2 separate regions of the Mus musculus genome follow, and region 2 is linked to region 1. The links are chromatin contacts, called in public Hi-C maps. All regions are on one chromosome and are shown on one strand. Each heading gives the region's core, a stretch centred on a gene start, on an enhancer-like site or on the middle of the called end of the contact. The rest is flanking DNA. Distances are from core to core; before and after follow the strand shown.

Region 1 (3,771 bases), core at 755-3,254:
AGAGAGAGAGAGAGAGAGAGAGAGAGAGAGAGAGAACGAGAGAGCACAGGAACAGGCAGTTTCAAGACAAATCCTATTGGAGCCTGCTGGGAGATGCTCAAACACCCCAAAGGGACACGTGCACGGACATGTGTGTGCTCGGATTCTGTTCTTCCTTTCCTTATTTAGTTCCCTGTTTTCTCTTCCTTGTTCCCTTCGGCCCCCTGTGAATGGTAGCGCCTTCCTCAGGAAAGGCTTTGTTAAAAACCCATCCTTGATGCAAGCCATGGAAATGAGGGAATGAACGGAGGAAGGCCCGCCCTCCCGCCCGCCCGCAGTGTGGATTTTTGAGATTGCGTTGGTGTTGGTCACCTGCTTCCTTTTGCCTGTAATAGGAGTCATGCGGCTTAAAAACCCTGACTGCTGATTTGAAAATTTACCTCATGCAGTGATTGATAATAGAAGCTTTCGGGAATGAATCAAAAGGGGAAAAAAAAGTGGGGGAGGGGCTTGTGAGGTGTGTGTGTGTGTGGGGGGGAACATGTGAATTGTTGAAAATTGGGACGGCTGAAGCTCCACTTAGCTTCCAGTGAATGGGGTTCAGATGTCCGAATTTGGTAGGGAAACTGAGGCACAGAGAAAGAAAGGAGGCTGGCTGGCTCTTCATCACATCCTCTATCATATTCCCCCTCTCCTCTCCAGCTCCCCCTTCTTTTCAGTCCTAGGGATGGATCCTGGGCTAGGCAAGAGGAACCATTGCTGTTGTTTTTCCTAAAAAAAAAAAACAAAAAACAAAAAACAAAACAAAAAAAAAAAACCAAAAAAACCGGTGAAATGCTGCAGTTACCTGTGGCACTTTATTTTAAACCAATTGGTGGCAGACAAGTTAAAGTGCGACCTCTTGCAGACAGATCTTCTATTTGCAGTGGCCATTCCTGTCCATTCCTTGGAAGCTTCTGCTGGGCCCCTGAGACTGTGTAAAGTGCTGAGCAAGCCAGAAGTGGCTTTTGTGTCTGTGCGTGAGCACACTTGATGGTCATTCCCCAGGAGTGGTTCACAGTCTTTCTCTGGCTTGTTACTTACCCGGTAAGGTAGGCTGTCTGGCTGGTCAGCTCCAGGAACTTTCCTGTTTCCACCTCCTTAGCTTTGGGATCACACATGCCTGGCAGCTCCCTCACCCCAAAGATGGGTTCTAGGAATCGAACTCGAGTACTTGTGCTTGTAAGGAAAGCACTATACTGAAGCGTCTCTCCAGACCATTGCAGAAGATGCTAGAACAAAAGAGAGGGCATTCTATCCTGCAGGGGCTTCTTCCCTAGTGGGAACGCATTCTCCGTCTTTCCCCGACGGCCTGTTTTTGTAGCAGGATCCTTCCGAATGGCTTGGCGTCTATCATCAGACTTTCAAGACTCCCAACTCTGTCACAGTTCTCTTTGGGCTGTGTTTAGGTTCAGAGGATAACAGAAGGGTGTTGGAGGGGACCCAGCTTCAGTTAACCCTGAGGTTGAGAGACCAAGCAAGGTTAGGGATCTGGTTTGTCCTGGTTATTGTCAGGGATGGAGGCGAGAGGAAGGAAAGGACCTGAGCGTTGTGATAATCACGTCTGATGTATCTTTACCCAGACCAGTGATAGCTTTAGCATCACTGAAAATCTCCAATGGCGAGTTCTAAAACACACAGCCCAAACACTTGAAGAACTTAAATTGTTCCTCCTCAATTCTCTGGGCCCATCTCCAGAGGCATCGACTCAGCCAGGCTGAGAACAGCTGTTCTAGAAGGTTCTCTCAGCCTCCAGGAACAGCTGTTTGGAATGGAGTCTTTAGACAGTGAGGGTTTTGGTACTGTGAAAGTATTGCATGCTTGTGTGGGAAAAGGTTGTCAGAGGAGCCAAGTGAACAGTTTTGATCCCTAAACAACGCGGCCACAGAGAGTCTTGGTTCAAAGGTCCTTCGGCCTGACCTGCAGAGAGGCTTGGATTCCACACTCCCGGGTCAGAAGGAGGCGTTCTGGCTGCCCCCGAGGACAGCCAGCTCGCAGCAGGTTCACTGGCTTCTCTACCTCCCGGGCTGTGTGGTTTGGTTTCCTGAACTGACCTATCTAAGCAGGCGGCTGACTCAGTTCTTGGCCCAGGAATACAGGAGAGCCTTACATAACCATGTAGCTGAGCTCTTGGAAGGAAAGTCCATGCCATGTGAGGAGTGAGAGGCCAGCTCTCAATGGCGGAGGGGACTTGGTTCCCAGGCTAGCTTGGAGGGAGTGGCATCAGAGCTCCAGGCCCAGAGCTGTCACAGGGCAGTGTTTATTTTTGAGTCATCTGCAGCATACATGTGACTAACAACCTCGTGTCCTAAAAGTTCATCTCCTGGCGAGGTTTCCGTTGCTCTCTTGGGCTTGCCTGAAGACTCAGTTCGGGTATTTTAAAGGATTTGCTGATGGAATGGGGGGGAAAAAAAAGGAATGAAATAAAAGAGGAAGACGTGACTACTTCTAGACTACGGAGATTTTTATTGTAGATATAAGGGAGAAAGCAGGCAGAGCGAAGGGTCCAGGGTGAACATGGTTGGCCTACTAAAACGGACCAGGAGAGGAGAGGAGAGGAGAGGAGAGGAGAGGAGAGGAGAGGAGAGGAGAGGAGAGGAGAGGAGAGGAGAGGAGAGGAGAGGAGAGAGCAAGAGAGGCAACTCAGACTGTGAGATAGGGGTAGCCAAAATGGCCAAGTTATATAGAGACCTAAAGCTGGGGGGAAGGGAAGCCCAGCCCCTGGAAGAGAAAGGTTTATGGTAGGGAGTGAGGTGAGAAGTGCTGGGAGGAGCCACATGTACTGAGGAATGCTGGGAGGAGACACGAGTACTGAGGGATGCTGGGAGAGCTGGGAGGAGCCCTAGGTACTGAGGGATGCTGGGAAAGCTGGGCGGAGCCACAGGTATTGAGTGAGACTTGTCCTTGGTTTGATACCTAACACTGATAATGTCTTCTTAGAATGTATTTGTAGCTTTCCTTCCTCCGTCCATCCCTCTCTCCTCCCTCCCTTCTACCAACTTCCCTTTTTTCCTTCTGTGATGCTTGCTGTCTGGATCTCTAGTGTATGGCAGGCACTGGCATGAGAGTTTTCCCTCCATGACTGCACACCTTCCTCACACAAGCCAAGTCATTTTGACAAAAAGACTATTTGACTTACTGTTCCAGAGGAGATACAGGCCATTATAGTGGGGAAGACTTGGTGGGAGGAACTTGGGGAAGCAGAGGGAGAACAGGAGGAAGTGGGGCTGTGCTACCGAACCTCAAGGCCCACCCCTGATGATGCAGGGCTCCATCTTCGGAAGATCTCACAACAGCGCCACCAGCTGGAGACCAACGTTCAAACACACAAGCCTATGAAGAGCGGTTCACATTCAAGTCAGAGCAGTGGGTGACTGGGATCTGAAATTTAAGTCCACAGTCTTCTGACACCAGATGTCATTCCTAGCCATTTCACCTGGGGAGCGGTGTGGACACAGTTCTGGTGACCTCATCTAATCCTCTCTCTATGGTTGGGTGGGTCTCTATACATTATTCTGATCTACACTATTGTGTATCTAGTTCCTCAGCAATTAGAGCTTTTCCTGGTCACTCTGTGCTTCTCCACCACATTTTCTTGATCAGGCTAAAGTGTGGGAGTGACTCTGGAATCTTCCTCCTCCTCCTCCTCCTCCTCCTCCTCCTCCTCCTCCTCCTCCTCTTCCTCCTCCTCCTCCTTGTCACAGCCTACACTCCAGCTATCAGTAGGATTCCTATAATACAGATACCCAACCT
Region 2 (3,825 bases), core at 537-3,036, 77 kb before region 1:
CAGTAGCTAACTGGAACCGCCAACCTCATAGTTGCATGTCACAATACCCAGTAACCAGATAAAATCAAGACTCTTAAAGCATAATTAACCAATCAGATTTAAGTATCAATAAAATCACAATTTACAAGAAGCCAATAAAATAATTTCAGAGCCAATTGATAATGATAAAAGCTTTATCCCAATATTTCTAGCCTTGTGAAATCATAGCTACTTGTGGCTAGCAAACACCATGTGGGTTCATGTCCGCAGCCATCTTCCTTCTTCTCCTACCCTGAGTCACTCCCTGTCTGAGCAACTCTTAACTCTGCCTCCCTTTTCCCTGTCCAATCACAGACCTGCCCTGCACTAATGTAATTGGACAGGGAAAATCCTGCGACAGTTTTCCCCTTTACTTAATGTAAAAACCAACTCTCTGGCAACAGAATGTGAAGCTAAGTTTGGGATCCTGTTGAATCCTCACAAATCTCCAAAGTATTTTTCTTTCTTTAAAATGGAAGTTATCTATATATTTACCATTCTATTCACTGTCATAAGGAGTTTGGATGTCAATGGATAACCATCCTTTCCCTTTCTTCCTTCCTTCTTCCCTTCCTTCTTTCCTTCCTTCTTTTCTCTTTTCCAGTTATGTGGTCCAAGCTCTTCTAACTCACCATGCATCTCAGGTTGGTCCTCAACTGTGTAATCTTCCCACTCATTCTTTCAAGTACTGGTGTAACGGGCCTGTGCTACCACACATGGCTTTGTACAGACAGGAAATCAAAACCTGAATCAACAGATTTAGCATTGATGACAAAGCAGCTTAACATTAATCCCACGCATGCTGGTTCATGTTTCTGTCCTCAAGCTGACCATGGAGCAGAACTGAGTCCCAGTGATGCAACTGTCCTTTCGATAGCCTGAATTTATCTTCATCTCTTTTATCTGTTAAGATGACTATTTGATGGATTAATGTTAATAAAGTTTAAAAATACCATTTATTTAGCATTAGGTGTGTGAGTCCCTGCCTGAGTACACCCATTTCACAGAACACATGTGGAGGTCAGAAGACAAGGTTTGGGAGTCAGTTCTCCTCTCTAGTCACATGGATTCTTGATATCAAACTCAGGATTCAGGCTCGGTGGGCAGCCTTCACCCGCTGAGCCATCTCACTATGTTCCCCAGGCAGAGCAACATAGCTTCTGCTATCAGTGTTAGACAAGCTCCTTCACCAAAGGCCATCAAGCCAGGACAGTATGGCTCTGGATCTTTATGGGCCAGGCTGAAAGGGATCTCTCTGTTCTCGAGGCCGGAAGCAAGCAATCCAAGAGCCCATCTTCAGCCAGACGCATCTCTTCCTGTAGAAAGGGAGTCAGCACATTTTCAAAGTGTTCCGAAACAGTCAAATGGGAGTCATGTTAATTTGGTGTAAAACTTCATGTGGCGTATTACTAATGCCAAAGAACAAAGCAGAGAGGATCTGGTGACTAATTACTAACAGCACTGTCACTATTTTATGTAAGTGTGAACAAGGATCATATGTTTCTTATAGTTGGTCCTTGTTGACGCTCTCTGTCTCGCTGGTTAAAGCGTGATAATGAACAGCAAGTAGAACACTGAGAGCTGCTGCGGGCTCCCCTCGGAACAGTATTTTGTACTCGCGCCCAGAGGTTCTGGGGGCCACGGACGTTCTTTAAATACATGCAACAGTTGAACACTGGTGTTTTAAAGCAATCTCACAGACTTGAAGCAGGAGAGCCTGCTGTCCCTTTAAGGGGAGGCCGCTGTGATTTGGTACTGCTGCATGCTGTGGCAGAGACAACCAGATGGAGTCACGGTGCTGTCCCAGGAACTTGCAATTGCTGAGAGTCCTAGGTCTTGCTACAGAAATAGAACACATGATAGAACTTAGCAAATAAAAAGCTATATGCTTTCAGGGATTCCAGGAGGGGAGTGGGATTTGATATTGGTTTAAGACCAGAGCAGTGTCCATGAACACTTGGGTTGGTTTTCTTTTATCGTGTGTGTGTGTGTGTGTGTGTGTGTGTGTGTGTGTGTTTGTGTGTGTTGAGGTTTGAACCCACTTATGGTAAACAAGTACTCTATTGCTAACTTACATTCATGTATGTATGTGTGATGTGTGTGATGTGTGTGTGTGTGTGTGTGTGTGTGTGTGATGTGTGTGATGTGTGTGTGTGTGTGTAAATACTTTTTCTTTAAGGTCTCACTAAGTTACCTGAGCTGTTCTTGACCATGCTTCAGAGCTCAGGTAGGCCTTGAATTTCCAGTCCTTTTGCCTCAGCCTCTCAAGTAGCAGAGATTACTAGGTTATACCATGAGGCCTTCTCTAGCTTATTAATACTTTAAAATGATGTTTATATTTAAGAATCTTGAGGAGACTTAACACTCAGGACAAAACAAAACAAAAGAAAAATCCCCCCACCCTTCCAGACAAGACCTGAATGCTCGTGGAATAAAGGGTTCCTGAGCAAGAGTTGGTGGTTCGTGTGTTTAAAATCAGAGAGAAGGTGGCAGGGTAGGTGCTTTATACCTTAGATCCCAGTATTTGGAGAGCTGAGGCAGGAGGATCTTGAATTTGAGGCTACATAGGTTGTCGCAAACAATAAACTCCCAAGAGAAGAGATGCTAAAGATGAAGGCAGAATAATTTAAAAGAAAAGACTTGAATCACGGAATCTCAAAGTGTGCTCTAAGGGGACCACAAGACAATTGTTCTGTCTGTCATTTGCCCGATGGGGTGCAGGGCTGTTAGGAGCTTTCAGCTGTTTAAAGGAAGAATGGGAATTAGGTTGGCCTCCTAAGCCTCCTCCTGCCCAGTGAATGGAGAGGTCTCTCCTGATGCCACTTCCTTAAAATCTTTCTCACTTCTGAGTCCGTCCCCACCAAGACAGCATCTCTGAGAGGGATCTCTGATCTCACTCCTTGAGACATCATCGCATTTATTGTCTACTGTGGCTTCATCTCACATACCTTGAGCTTGAAGGATGCTCCAACCACCTCCTCTGGCTGTGGACTGGACTCAGAAAACCTGGTTGTGTTATTTTCCCTGTCAAGTCACAGAATCCCATAGATCTGCTCTTTTATTTATAAAGTTAGAAGAATGGCTGGGTGATCTCTCAGGGCTCTTTCAGCTCCAAATGTCTAAGATTCTATTTAGACTCATTTGAAGAGCAGACAATGGAAGCTATTTTTTGGTCAGGCTGGTGACTGCCTTTTTATATGCAAATGTGAACTGTGAATCCCAAAAGGGACTGTGGAAATGAACTGCCCCTAGTGGAGGGTCATGGACCTTGATGGATGGACAATACCAGCAGGCAAAGTAGGGAAAAAACCGAGAGGTCATTGAACCAAGTGGAATTTCAATGAAGGGGACGACAAGCGAATGAGGTAAACAGAGAACTTGAGTCAAGTTTATTGAGTCCTCTGGCTGAGGTCATGATGGAAACCAGATTGCCGAGTTTCTCCAAGTGTATGCCAGTATTGCAATAGGAAAAAATGATTGGACGGTAATATAAATTTTTATAACATTGGGGGAAACAAGGTTGCGTTGATGCCTTAAGGCCAGTTGTCTGAGCTTGTGACTTTTCAGAGTGGACAAGGGCTCTTAGGATGTTTCATGCTTCCAGGGGTAACAAAAAAATTGGCTTTTGTGGTCATTTGAATGAGATATGCCCCTCATAAGCCCAGGATTTTAAACCCTTGATTCCTGGTTGGTAGTACTCTGGGGAGGGAGCCTTACTGGCAGAAGTTTGTCAAAGGGAGCAGACTTTGAGAGTTCGTAGCCTCACCTCACTTCCATTTGTTCTCTCTGCTTCCTGCGTATCTATGG

What was found. Hi-C and Micro-C count contacts between places; a contact is called where the count stands out from the background.
Region 2: a contact with region 1 is called in a Hi-C map of uterus, with 2.7 times the contacts expected there. The contact joins two enhancer-like sites. A contact is called at or near these places in 1 of 15 datasets of contacts at CTCF or cohesin (CD8 T cells), 13 of 484 Hi-C or Micro-C datasets (CD4 T cells, brain, cerebellar granule neurons and 6 more) and 2 of 115 datasets of contacts at active chromatin or transcription factors (bone marrow-derived macrophages and embryonic stem cells).

What each region holds. Positions count from the first base shown.
Region 1 is chr13:44,304,869-44,308,639 of GRCm38.p6, reverse strand. No RefSeq gene overlaps it. Among named protein-coding and RNA genes, the nearest start is that of Gm29676, 47 kb to the right of the region's middle. Within about 2 kb of position 2,004, at least 86 of the 459 cell types and tissues checked have an H3K27ac peak or open chromatin away from gene starts, as enhancers often do. A contact at or near this core is called in muscle stem cells and uterus, where this site is marked.
Region 2 is chr13:44,381,427-44,385,251 of GRCm38.p6, reverse strand. All of the region lies in intron 2 of Gm33958 (a long non-coding RNA gene), which reads left to right. Among named protein-coding and RNA genes, the nearest start is that of Gm33958, 17 kb to the left of the region's middle. Within about 2 kb of position 1,786, at least 9 of the 459 cell types and tissues checked have an H3K27ac peak or open chromatin away from gene starts, as enhancers often do. A contact at or near this core is called in muscle stem cells and uterus, where this site is marked.